Regions from separate parts of the Sus scrofa genome. Here regions 1 and 2 are each linked to region 3. Evidence: chromatin contacts called from public Hi-C data. All regions are on one chromosome and are shown on one strand. Each heading gives the region's core, a stretch centred on a gene start, on an enhancer-like site or on the middle of the called end of the contact. The rest is flanking DNA. Distances are from core to core; before and after follow the strand shown. Region 1 overlaps NUFIP1 (nuclear fragile X mental retardation-interacting protein 1). Region 2 overlaps TSC22D1 (TSC22 domain family protein 1). Region 3 has its middle 94 kb from the start of TSC22D1.

Region 1 (4,130 bases), core at 375-2,874, 140 kb before region 3:
GAAGGAAATGTGCTAAGATAGTGGTTGGTTCCGTGTGGCCCAGTTATTGACTCTGGGACTTAAGGCTTGTCCCTCGAGGCTTAAAGTTTAGGCAAGGGGACGGCAAAGAGGAGATGAGAAATGAAAGAGAAGAGAGAAAGAAAAATAGCATATGGTTTCAGGGCCAATCTCTTTTGGGGTGCTGGAGAAAGATGGAGGTAGAGAGAAAAGCAATTTTAGGAGGTAAAAATAGAGAAACCAACTGTGAAAGTACCACTTTATAGCTTCCTAACCTCTGTTCTCTATCAGGAGATAGTGAGCTAAGTTTTACTGGTGTGTAGTTGTGCAGTATAAGACAATTGGTGATTTTTTTTCAACAGTTTGCTTTGGATTTATCTACTTTAGAAACCTGACCTGGGCCCTTTATCAAAGATCCAGACTTTTCCTTATTCTTGAAGGGGCTTCCTGGTTATTGTTGTATGAGTGACTAAGTTGTGTTTCCCTTTGGGGGGGAGTAATTTGCTTTCTAGCAGCCTTGTGTACTCTGGTTTTTGTCTCTAGGTTCTGTATAAATAAGAATGGTATGCCTTTTGGAAGATTTTATTAATTTAAGCACTGAAAAATAGAATCTTTTTTTTTTTTCTTTTTATGGCCGCATTCACAGCATATGGAAGTTTCTGGGCTAGGAGTCAAATCAGAGCTGCAGCCTCCTGCCTACACCACAGCCACAGCAATGTGGGATCCTAGCCGCATCTGCAACCAGTGCTGCAGCTTAGAGCAATGCCGGATCCTTAACCCATTGAGTGAGGCCAGGGATTGAACCTGCCTCCTTATGGATAGATACAATGTCAGGTTCTTAATCCATTGAGTCACAATGGGAACTCTGTAAAATAGAATCTTATAACTTTGGCAGGGATATAAAGATCCCTTAGCTTTAGGAAAGTGATACCTATAATCAGCCAGAAGGAAAAAGTGAGCTGCTTTGGAGACTTCCATCAAAGGAGTTCTCACAATATCCTGATATCTCGTTTAAGGAATTCTTTCTCACATCTCACCTAAAATCCACTTGCTATGACAGACGTTTCTATTCCTTACCATTGAGAAGCAGTTACAGAATGTGTGCTTGTTTATAGATGAGACAGTGAAGGACCAAGTATTTCATGTTTAGCATATGGCCCAACATATTAAGGGCTGGCCTGCAATACTCAGAAGAAAAAATGTTAAAGAAACACAAGTAGTAAGAATAAGTGAATTTCAGAGAAGTGAAGGGTGTTGAGTAGCTGTGAGTTACACGTCTAGACACTGTGGGGCCTGTGAAAGTCATCACCTTTTTTCTCATCATTTCCACTTCTGTGTAGTCTGTCTTCAGATTGCCAACAGCTGGCTGCCATCTTCTCCATCAGATCGTTTATTGTCACTTCTCTTCCTCTTTTAAAGGTTGCAAATAGTTCCAGATCCTTTCATCTTTCCTCAGAGGTTTTATTTTTCATCCTGTTAATCATCTTTGAGTCTCTTCTGAACCCCTTCCAAGTTTTATTTTCCCTCAGCATTCCTTTTCAGTTTAGCAGTACAAAACTGGACGTGGTGCCCTGAGAGTTTCTGATCACTTTTGAGTATCATGAGGGGATGATTTCACACTCATACCTGTGCCAGACTCCATCTCATATAACCTAGATTATGTTTCCTTTCCAAAAGCGTAGTCATGTGGTGCTGACTGGCTGTCAGATTTTTATCTCCCGTGACCTTGATCGTTTCGTCTTATGTTTATTTATAGCTTGTACATTAATCATCTTTTATTTATGGAGTTTATTTTTCTTGGCTGGATAATGGCTTTGCACTGTTCTCATTGAAATTCATTGCCTTTTTTTCTGATTACTTCACCTCTTACTCAATGTCATTTCCATTCTCATCTTCCAGTGTGTCCATGGGCTTCATGTTGTCTGTGCTATCCAAATCAGTGATGCAGATGTTAAAAAAAAGACGAGGGTGGAAACAGTGTCCTCGAAACAATGGCAGAACATGCTTTGTTGATGTTTCTCAAACTTTCCTCTGGTGAGCAGCCAGGCTGAGTGGTAGAGAGCTGTGTCCCCCCGCCCCCATGCCTTTTATGCTTGTAGGATCTGATGCTCTCACCACCGAAGTTTGGTGTCTCCATCTCCACACACCTGTGCGAAGGAACAAAGAAAGCTTTGTCAGAGCAATTCATCTTGCACATTGCTGTCAGATTTAATCTTACCCACTGCCTCCTTCATATCTCTCCCTGTTGATAACTTTCAGTGGCTCCCCATTGCCGCCAAATTGTATATAAGCTTTCTGGTTTGGCATTCAAGGCCATTTTGGCCCCAGCCTCCCTTGCTGATCTGATTGCCTATAACTATATGTCTCTTAGAAAACAAACCATTTGCCATTCCTTGGATATCTCACGCTTTCCGAGGCCTTGGTTTGTCTACACGCTGTTTGCTTTGCCTGGAACACCCTGAAACTTTTCCATCTTATTTCTGTCTGTTAAGACCATTTAAGGCCAGCGCTTTTCATGTTCCTTTGTGGCTATATCCATCTAGATAGGATCTTTCCTTCCCATCCTCCCATCTTTCTACTCCTTGGGTTGCTTATTATATTTTGCCCTTTATTACAGCTGTTCTTCAGAAATAACTGTCCTTCTTTTTATGCTTCTTGCTAGACTGTACCATTTTTGAGGACTGTTTCTTCCTTAGTAACTCTGGATGTACCTACTAGTATGTATTTGCATAAGTACAAGTAAAAAAATACATTTTCTTATAATGTTTATGGGTATGTGCCAAATAAATGAACTACACCACTTGATATGACATTTGATTTGAATTCTGCTGTAAGCTCCTTACCTGGTAACAGACTGGTAGCAAAGTTAGTGGACTGGCAGCTGTTCTATGCTTTGAGTAGCATCATTGTAGCCTGCTTTTTCACCCTTAAAAAGGGATGAATTAAAAGTTCATAGAAAGAATTAAAAGTTTTTATCAATTTATTGTATTAGTCATCAGGTAAACAAAAATGGTTAAAGCAGTAACTGCTTGATTGCATAATTACAGCTGGCCTCTAAAAGCCCTTTTAAAATGCACTTCTTTTTGTTGTCTAGAAACTACCCAACTCTGGCTAATATCGAAAGGAAGAAAAAGTTAAAACTTGAAAAGGAAAAGAGTGGAGCAGTGTTGACAACAACGCAATATGGGTAAGTTCCTTAAAATTGCTTGCGGCCTTCATGCTTACTTTATTTTATGTATTTATTTATTTATTTTCATCTTTTGAGGGCTGTGCCTGCGGCATATGGAGGTTCCCAGGCTAGGGGTGTATGTAATCGGAGCTGCAGCAGTCAGCCTACACCACAGCCACAGCAACACTGGATCCTTAACCCACTGAGCAAGGCCAGGGATTGAACCTGCAACCTCATGGTTCCTAGTCAGATTCATTTCCACTACGCCACGACAGGAACTCTCTTCATGCTTATTTTATGAATATATGTACTCAAAAATAGTAATAAAAAAGAGCATATACCAAAATCCTAAAACCTCTATACTTCCAATTCTAGAATATTTGCTTTTCTAAGTTTTTTACTTAAATTTTTTGAAAATTGTATTTTAAATTTTAAAATAAGCAATTCTCTGTATTCATGGGTTTTCAAAAAGATTTAGAGTAACAAATCTTTTCTGTCTTTGTCTCCTAGCTAAATAGTTCTTCTCCCCAGAGGCAACCCATTTTACTCTTCTAGAGATATTTCATTTGTATACAGCATATAAATAATAGTGTATTTTTTCACCAATCTTTTATTAATAAAAAGTTATCATTGTTGCTCTATATATCCTTTTTTTTTTTTTTTTAAGGCAAGAAGATTTATTAAGATAGGACGCTTGTGAGAGGTGCAAGTGGGCAGGCATGGATGCTCTGCCTGTATATACATTTTACACATGTGCAGTTATTTCTGAGGATGGAGTCCTAGGATTGGATTTGCTGAGTCAAAGACACATGTGTATTTGTAATACCAATAGCTAATTGCTAAATACCTATCATAGGAGCTATCCTAGTTTACTCTCCCACCAGAATATATGAGACACCCCATTTTCCCTCATCCCTCACCTTCAAAGAAATTTTTCCATTGTATTTTTTTTGTTTTTTTGTTT
Region 2 (3,856 bases), core at 958-3,457, 150 kb after region 3:
TTGTATCTCAGAGCAGTTTATTTGTTTGTTTTTGTTTTGTTGTTGTTTGGTTTTTTTTTTAGGGCCATACCTGCAGTATGTGGAAGTTCCCAGGTTAGGGGTCAAATTGGAGCTGCAGCTGCTGGCCCCCGCCACAGCCACAAGTAATGCCGGATCTGAGCCTTGTCTGTGTCCTACACCACAGACCACGGCAACCCTGGATCCTTAACCCACTGAGCAAGGCCAGGGATCGAACCTGCGTCCTTGTGGATACTAGTGGGATTCGTTTCCACTGGGCCACAGTGGGAACTCCTCAGAGCAGTTTTGATTTACGTATTTCTTGTGAGTGACTTTAAGCTTCTTTTCATATGTTTTTGTTTCCTTGAACTACCTGTTCATATTTTCTGCCTATTTTCTATTGAGATGGTTTTTCTTTTTTTGATTAGCCCTTTGTCGGTGATATGAAGAGTAGCCGATATTTTTCTCACTTGGACATTTGTCTTTTGATTTTGCTCAGAGCAGATTTTGGGGAGGGGAACAGGCAGAGGGTTTTCCTTTTTATGCAGTCAAATTCATCAAAGTTTCCTCTTATGACTAAAATTTTGAGTTAGAAAGACTTTTACTCCAAGGGTGTAAAGGTATTATGTTTACTTTGACTATTGACTTCATTTTTTTCTATATAAATATTTGACCCCTTTGTAGTTCATTTTGGTTCACTGAGTAAATCCGACTTTATCTCTTTTGTAGATGGCTTCTAGTAATTCTGACAACAGTTAATGAATAATTTATTTTTTCTTCAGATAATCAGATCATTCTCAGAAGGGGTTTTAATTAGAACATCCTTCAAGGTTTTGAGTCTTAAGGGTGATAAAAGAAAAGATGAAAAAAAATAGAAAAGGTAACATTTTTCGATTTCCTTCTTAGTTATCATGCTGTAGCTACCCAGATGTTGAAAGGAATTTCCCCAAACTTTTCTGCCGCATTCGTTAGAGTTTAGTGTAGGTTTATCCATCAAAGCAGTTTTTAATTGGTGTCTGGGTTTGTTCATGCCTACTGAGGTCACTTGTCATCTGAATTCTCTTCTCCCAAGGATCTTAATTAGCTAAACTAGGAGAAAGTGGAAGAGATAAGACAGTTCTCTTCTGTGGTTCAGCACAGCCCTGGCTGACATTGCTTAGGGCGACTGTAGTTGGCTATGTCTCCTGGTAGCTGTTCCAGTTTCCAATGGTTTATGAATCAAAATGGAAACATCAGCTGGTTTTAGAAGCCGATCTCTGTTCCAGTCAATTCATACTTTTCAAGAGCACTTTCTTTTGTGAAATATTTCTATTTTGCCAGGCCACTTTCTTCCTAATCTGTTCGTCTCCAGCTTTTAAAGTATGAAGACTTATAATATCAAAAAAACTTCATGGGTCTTTGTGTTTTTTGTGTACGGTGACTTAAGAAAATGCATGACAGAGAATGATCAGTGAGATTGAAGTTAATTCGTATTGTACTGCTCACAAAAAGCCCCTGCATATGGTAGAACAAGTCGATAGGTTCCTCTGCAAGACCTCCAGGGGCGAGTCAATCGTTACTGTTAGCCACATTTTCGATCCTATACACGAAGTCATTTTAACGGAGCCCTAGGTGAAATATGGCAGAACAGCACGAGAAAGGCAGCTCCATCCCTGATGTAGGAGCCGACTTTCTAGGGTGGATTTTCACTGCAGGAACCTTTTAAGAAGTCTGAGGACAGGAGGTAGACGATTGCTGTGGATTGGTCGAAGTTAAGTCCCCTGGTCTGGGGGAGCAGGGAAGACCGACCTGAGGTGACGTTTAAGCGGATCTCTGAAGACGACTGTTGAGAATTAGGGCTAGAGGCAAGAAAATCAACAAGGAGGCAATTTCAGGATTCAGGCAAGCCCTGAAGTGGCCCTAAGTAAGGACAGTGGCCTTAGAGATGCGAAAAAGAGGCTGCGCTATGGAAGGTTTAGGAAGTCTGTCTTGTTAGGTGATGGATGTAGGTGTAGGAAAGGGTTATGTTAAGATATATCTGGTTTTCTAGGAGGGAAGTATTTCTGTCTCGAAGAAGAAGGAAATATAGAAGAAACAGGTATCCAGAGGAAGACGAAATTACCTTTTTTTGGGAGGGGGCTGTACCTGCAATACATGGAGGTTCCCAGGCTAGGGGTTGAATTGGAGCTGTAACCATTGACCTACACCACAGCAACTTGATCTGAGCAGAGTCTGCAACCTATACCACAGGTCACAGCAATGCTGGATCCGTAACCCACTGAACCAGGCCAGGGATCACACCTGCGTCCTCATGGATACCAGTCAGATTCGTTTCTGCTGAGCCATGACGGGCACTCCAAGTCAAAATTATTTTTAAGCATGTTGAATTTCAAACAAACATTCCTGTAGAGATGGCCAAGGAGCATTCTAATTTGAGCCCAGAGACAGGGATAAAATTCTGAATGGAAGATACTGATTTGGGGGGGGGGGATGCTGTTGCTTTCATGGTGATATTGAAAGGTGTGAGCGCAGAGGTGATCGCGCGCGTAGCCATGATCACCCAGGAAGTGTGTGTACAGTGAAAAGAGCAGAAGGCTGAAGGTAGAGGGCTGGGGGACAGGCGCATTTAAGGGATGGGGAGTTTCTAACTGTGGCCTCTGGTTGGGCGGTTCCTCTTTACCTGAAATTGCTATCCAAGCTCTTCACCTAAGCACATTGGATCAGTCCTCCTGTGTTTGCATTAAAACCTATATTCATGAAACCATTTCCCTAGAAATTAGGAAAAAGAGGCATTTATTTGTCAGTATCATTTATTTTTAATCCTAATCAAATACTCCGTCACAGAATCCCAGACTTTTGGCTTGATTGGCTGGTTCTTGAGTGTTAAAAAGTTGGTGTACATTTCTTTTTGTTTAGAAAGCTGTTACTTAGCTTTCCGTTTTTTTTGTTTTTTTGTTTTTTTGTTTTTGTCTTTTTGCCATTTCTTGGGGCGCTCCCACGGCATATGGAGGTTCCCAGGCCAGGGGTCAAATCGGAGCTGTAGCCACCAGCCTACACCACAGCCACTGCAACGCCAGATCCAAGCCGCGCCTGCGGCCTACACCGCAGCTCATGGCAACGCTGGATCCTTAACCCACTGAGCAAGGGCAGGGATCAAACTCGCCACCTCATGGTTTCTAGCTGGATTCATTAATCACTGGGCCACAATGGGAACTCCTAGATTTCCATATTGAGCAAGTACTATGTGTCAACTATGTGCTGAGTCTTAGAGATAAAGAAATCAGATGCAGCTCCTGACCTCAAGGTACCAACCACCTAATGGGGAAATTAAAGTCAGGCAGCTGGTGGATGTTTTATGAAGTTCATACATTCTCTACTCTCTTCTCCCAAATGAAAATGAGAGTTAATTTATTGCTAAATTACTCCCTCCCCCTCCTATTACAGGGACACAAAAGTAGAGAAATTCTAGGCAGAGATTTTTGTTTGTGTTGTTTGGAAATATCCAGTGTTATGATACCCGGTATAAACACTTACCCATAATTCTTTCACTCAGCATCTTCCCCTGTCATCACAAGTTTCTTCCAAAACATTTTTTACCTCCTGTATACAAACATTTTACGGATGTACCAGAGTTTATTTTCTTACTGCCGGGCATTCATTTCCTTTTTTTTTTTTTTTTTTTCCCTCTTCCATTGTAAACAGTGCTTGAATAAGCATTCGTGTTTGTGCATGAATCTTTTTATGCATTTAGGAGTGTTTTCTTCGGATTAATGCATAGAAGTGAAGTTACTGGGGAGAAGCGTAAACATGTTTTTACTACTCTAGGTGTTCACTGACAAATTCCTTCTCAAAACAGCCTTGATGGTAACTTTGATTAGCA
Region 3 (4,084 bases), core at 819-3,318:
TTTTTTCAGTTGTTCCTCTGCCCTCATCCTTTTTTTAAAAAAATAATTCATGGAGTTCCTGTCGTGGCATAGTGGTTAACGAATCCGACTAGGAACCATGAGGTTTCGGGTTCGATCCCTGACCTTGTTCAGTGGGTTAAGGATCTGGTGTTGCCGTGAGCTGTGGTGTAGGCCACAAATGCAGTTCAGATCCCAGTTGCTGTGGCTCTGGCATAGGTGCGTGGCTACAGCTCTGATTCAACCCCTAACCTGGGAACCTCCATATGCCTGGATGTGGCCCTAGAAAAGGCAAAAAGACCAAAAAAAAAAAAAATTCACTGAACTGTATTATATTTAAGGTTGTACAACCATCATCACAACCTAATTTTAGAACATTTCCATCCCAAACCCCCAGTCCATCCCCTCCCGACCCCTGACCTGTCCCCTTTGGTAACCATTAGTTTTTCAAAGTCTGTGTCTATTTCAGTTCTGCAAATAAGTTCATTTGCATCCTTTTTTTTTCTTTTTTTTAGGTTCCACATGTATCATACGATGTTTTTCTTTCACTGTCTATCTTCGCTTAGTATGATCATTTCTAGGTCCATCCATGTTGCTGCAAATGGCATTATTTCATTCCTTTTTATGGCTGAGTAGTATTCCACTGTATATATGTACCACATCTTTATCCATTCATCAGCTGATGGACATTTAGGTTGCTTCTATGTCTTGGCTACTGTAAATAGTGCTGCAGTGAATATCGGGGTACATATATCTTTTTAAGTCATGGTTTTCTCTGGATAGATGCCAGAAGTGGGATTGCTGGATCCTATGGCACTTTTATTTTTAGTGTTTTGAGAAACCTCCATCCTGTTTTCCTGCTGTGAAGGCTTATTGAGGGTCTCCTATGGACCAGGCACCGCAGACTTGCTTTGATCAATTACAAACACCTCTTTCTTTCAAGCAGATGGGGACATGGCTCTGGCTGTCTTGGTGGCTGGTCCTCTCTGGGACATTTCAGCCCCAGGGAGCCCCACATCCCCGGCTTGGCGGGGTTCCCCAATGGATCCCCAAAGATCACAACTCTTTCTGGCCCTGCCATTGCTGGGGCCGTATAAACCCTCCTTCAGCAGGATGCAAGAGGCTGTTACAGTCCCACAGTTCTCCTCGCTCTCAACCTTGGATTTAATATCAGAAGGTATTCTTTACCCCAAAGGGCAGGATTGGGGGCGGGGCATCTTTTCCCTGTATTTCCCTCCAAGGAGAGGTCACAGGCCCAAGTTCTTAGTTTAGCTGCGGTGGTGTGGCCAGCCGAAGTCTGCAAACCTTATTTACGCCAATGCAGTGTACTTCTGGACCCTTTTGAATCCCTTCTGTCTGTTTGGGGGCTTAAAGAACAGCCTCCTCCCCCTGCTCTGGTCCAAAGTCAAGGTCCCGCCAACAACCCCCAGATGTTCGGGTGCCTGGACACACCCTCCATGTGGTCTGCGCTCTAGGAATGACGAGCCCTCCATCTGCTTTCGTAACCTTTTCTTTTTTTTTTTTTTTTTTTTTTTTTTTTTTTTTTTGGTCTTTTTAGGGCCGCACCCGAGGCATATGGAGGTTCCCAGGCTAGGGGTGGAATTGGAGCTGCAGCTGCCAGCCTACACCACAGCCACAGCAATTCGGGATCTGAGCTGAGTCTGTGACCTACCCTGCAGCTCACGACAACGCCGGATCCTTAACCCACTGAGCGAGGAGGGGGATCGAAGCTGTGTCCTCATGGATACTAGTCAGATTCATTTCCACTGAGCCACGATGGGAACTCCTCATAAGCTTTTCAGCAATGGTTCAGGGGGGAGAAGGGAGGATCCAGGACTGACCTGGGCTGGCTTCAAACGGGGACAGCCTGGAATCTACCTCCTGACTCCCCCGGAGTTTGGTGGCCCGGAGTCTAACCTGGCAGGGTATTTAATCAAAGAGGTGGAAGAATGCGATGGTGAGGGTGTCTGGGAAGAGGAATATTCACACAGGCAAAGGGCTTGATGGGGAGGAAAGCCTGGGCCCTCTGGGTGGAAGCAGTGCCCCTGGAGGCAGCTGACGGAAGGGCTCTGGGGCAAAGACCAGCCCTCCAGAGAGAGGGAGTGTAGTGTGGCAGGGAGCGGGCAGAGGGTCAGGCCCTGAGCCAGGCAGCAGTGGTTTGGGGCAGGGTTCCAGGGCCGGCAAAGAACTGCAGTGCCAAATGGGAGCTGAGCAGGCGCCCAGTCATATGCCAGGCTTGGCCCATGGGGTGGGTTTAAACCCGGATACTCTGGCTGCAGGGCACCTGGGTGCCAAAGAGATTTCCTCAGGCACCTGGATCCCAGGCCCCACCAGTGGCCAAAGGTCCCAGATTATGAAACACTAGGCCTGCAGAGGATCAGCTCGGCTACCCAGCAGGACGAAGCGTGCAGAGGTCCCTGGGGACAGGGGTTACCTTTGCCCCCGTCCTTCCCACCAGCCCTTTCTCAGGAGAGGCAGCCATTTCCATAAACTGAAACAGATGAGGTCTGGCAAAGGCTCCCGACAGATTTACTTTATTTTTTAAAAATTTTTAATTTTTTTTGACCTTTTTAATGGCCTCCCTGGCGGCATATGCAAGTTTCCAGGCTAAGGATCAAATCAGAGCTGCAGCTGCTGGCCTACAGCACAGCCACAGTAAGGCCAGTTCCGAGTCACGTTTGTGACTCACACCACGGCTCGCTGCAATGCTGGATCCTTAACCCACTGAGCGAGGCCAGGGATCGAACCCGCAACCTCATGGATCCTAGTCACGTGAGCCACAAAGGGAACGCCCCAGAATTTCTTTTTTTTAATCTATGAAATGCACAGATACACAAAGAGACCTAGAGAAGAGTTCCCATCGTGGCTCATCGGAAACAAATCCGACTAGTATCCATGAGGACGCAAGTTCAACCCCTGGCCTCGCTCAGTGGGTTAAGGATCTGGCATCTCCATGAGCTGTCCTGTAGGTCAAAGACATGGCTCAGTTCTTGCTGTGGCTGTGGCATAGGCTGGCAGCTATGGCTCCAATTTGACCCCTAGCCTGGGAACTTCCATATGCCACAGGGGTGGCCCTAAAAAGACAAAAAAAAAAAAAAAAGATATATATATATATATATATATATATACACACATATATATATGTATGTATATATATATGGCCTTATACACATAGGAGATGAATTCTTAAAATGCCACATTTATTTATTTACATATTTTTGTCTTTTTAGGGCCGCACCCGCGGCCTATGGAGGTTCCTAGACTAGGGATTGAATCTGAGCTGTAGCCGCCAGCCTACGCCACACACACAGCAATGGCCAGATCCGAGCCACGTCTGCGACAGACAGCACAGCTCATGGCAATGCCAGATCCTTAACCCACTGAGCAAGGCCAGGGATCAAACGGTGTCCTCATGGATACCAGTCAGATTTGTTTCCACTGAGCCACTATGGGAGCTCCAATCGCCGCATTTAAATTCAGTTTTTGCAAATAATTCCTCCTTGAAATTTAGCAAGGCAACATCTCTTAATGTATCTATGTGTTCTCTTTAATTAAATAATGGAACAGATGCAGCCCAACTTCTTTTTTTTCCTCTTCTATGTTATCGTCAGGAAGCTCAAAGCTAATCTTCATGCTTAATTTCATTACTTCCTTAGCTTAAATCTCCTACTATAACTGTTTTCTTTTTCAACCCATTTTATTACTTGACTTCTGTGTATAGGCCCGTGATGTAATAATTTTATGGATATTTATCGAATGCAATTTTTGATGATTTTAAAAGTGAATAATGAGTAAGAAATAGATAAATAAGTTGAATTTTCTAGACTCTGAAAAGTATGTACCAATGAAAACACAACCATGCAAAATATATGGGATAAGAAAAATGTACCAGGGATTTTTGTCAACGGATGCATCACTGAGTTCTAGAAAGTGGGGTTCTGGTGTAATGAACAATTTCCTGTGATGGAAGCCACCTGGGTAGTTTGGAGGGCAGGCGTCCCAATCTGTGGTTGAGTGTGAAGTACGCATACAACCGCGTTGGAAGGATTAACCAGAAGTCCTTGGGTCAGGAGGAGTTCCTGTCTTG

Evidence for each region. Hi-C and Micro-C count contacts between places; a contact is called where the count stands out from the background.
Region 1: a Hi-C map of skeletal muscle shows a contact between it and region 3, with 13 times the contacts expected there. The contact joins two enhancer-like sites. A contact is called at or near these places in 4 of 47 Hi-C or Micro-C datasets (embryonic fibroblasts, psoas muscle and skeletal muscle) and 1 of 2 datasets of contacts at active chromatin or transcription factors (skeletal muscle).
Region 2: a contact with region 3 is called in a Hi-C map of skeletal muscle, with 4 times the contacts expected there. The contact joins two enhancer-like sites. A contact is called at or near these places in 2 of 47 Hi-C or Micro-C datasets (embryonic fibroblasts and skeletal muscle).

The regions. Positions count from the first base shown.
Region 1 is chr11:22,281,512-22,285,641 of Sscrofa11.1, forward strand. It overlaps NUFIP1 (nuclear fragile X mental retardation-interacting protein 1), which reads left to right. Exons shown (of 10, transcript XM_001927425.5): 6 at 3,092-3,184. It overlaps LOC102159419, which reads right to left. Exons shown (of 3, transcript XM_021065393.1): 3 at 1,708-2,923. Among named protein-coding and RNA genes, the nearest start is that of NUFIP1, 16 kb to the left of the region's middle. Within about 2 kb of position 1,625, at least 5 of the 83 cell types and tissues checked have an H3K27ac peak or open chromatin away from gene starts, as enhancers often do. A contact at or near this core is called in skeletal muscle, where this site is marked.
Region 2 is chr11:22,574,559-22,578,414 of Sscrofa11.1, forward strand. All of the region lies in intron 1 of TSC22D1 (TSC22 domain family protein 1), which reads left to right. Among named protein-coding and RNA genes, the nearest start is that of TSC22D1, 58 kb to the left of the region's middle. Within about 2 kb of position 2,208, at least 2 of the 83 cell types and tissues checked have an H3K27ac peak or open chromatin away from gene starts, as enhancers often do. A contact at or near this core is called in skeletal muscle, where this site is marked.
Region 3 is chr11:22,422,558-22,426,641 of Sscrofa11.1, forward strand. No RefSeq gene overlaps it. Among named protein-coding and RNA genes, the nearest start is that of TSC22D1, 94 kb to the right of the region's middle. Within about 2 kb of position 2,069, at least 8 of the 83 cell types and tissues checked have an H3K27ac peak or open chromatin away from gene starts, as enhancers often do. A contact at or near this core is called in skeletal muscle, where this site is marked.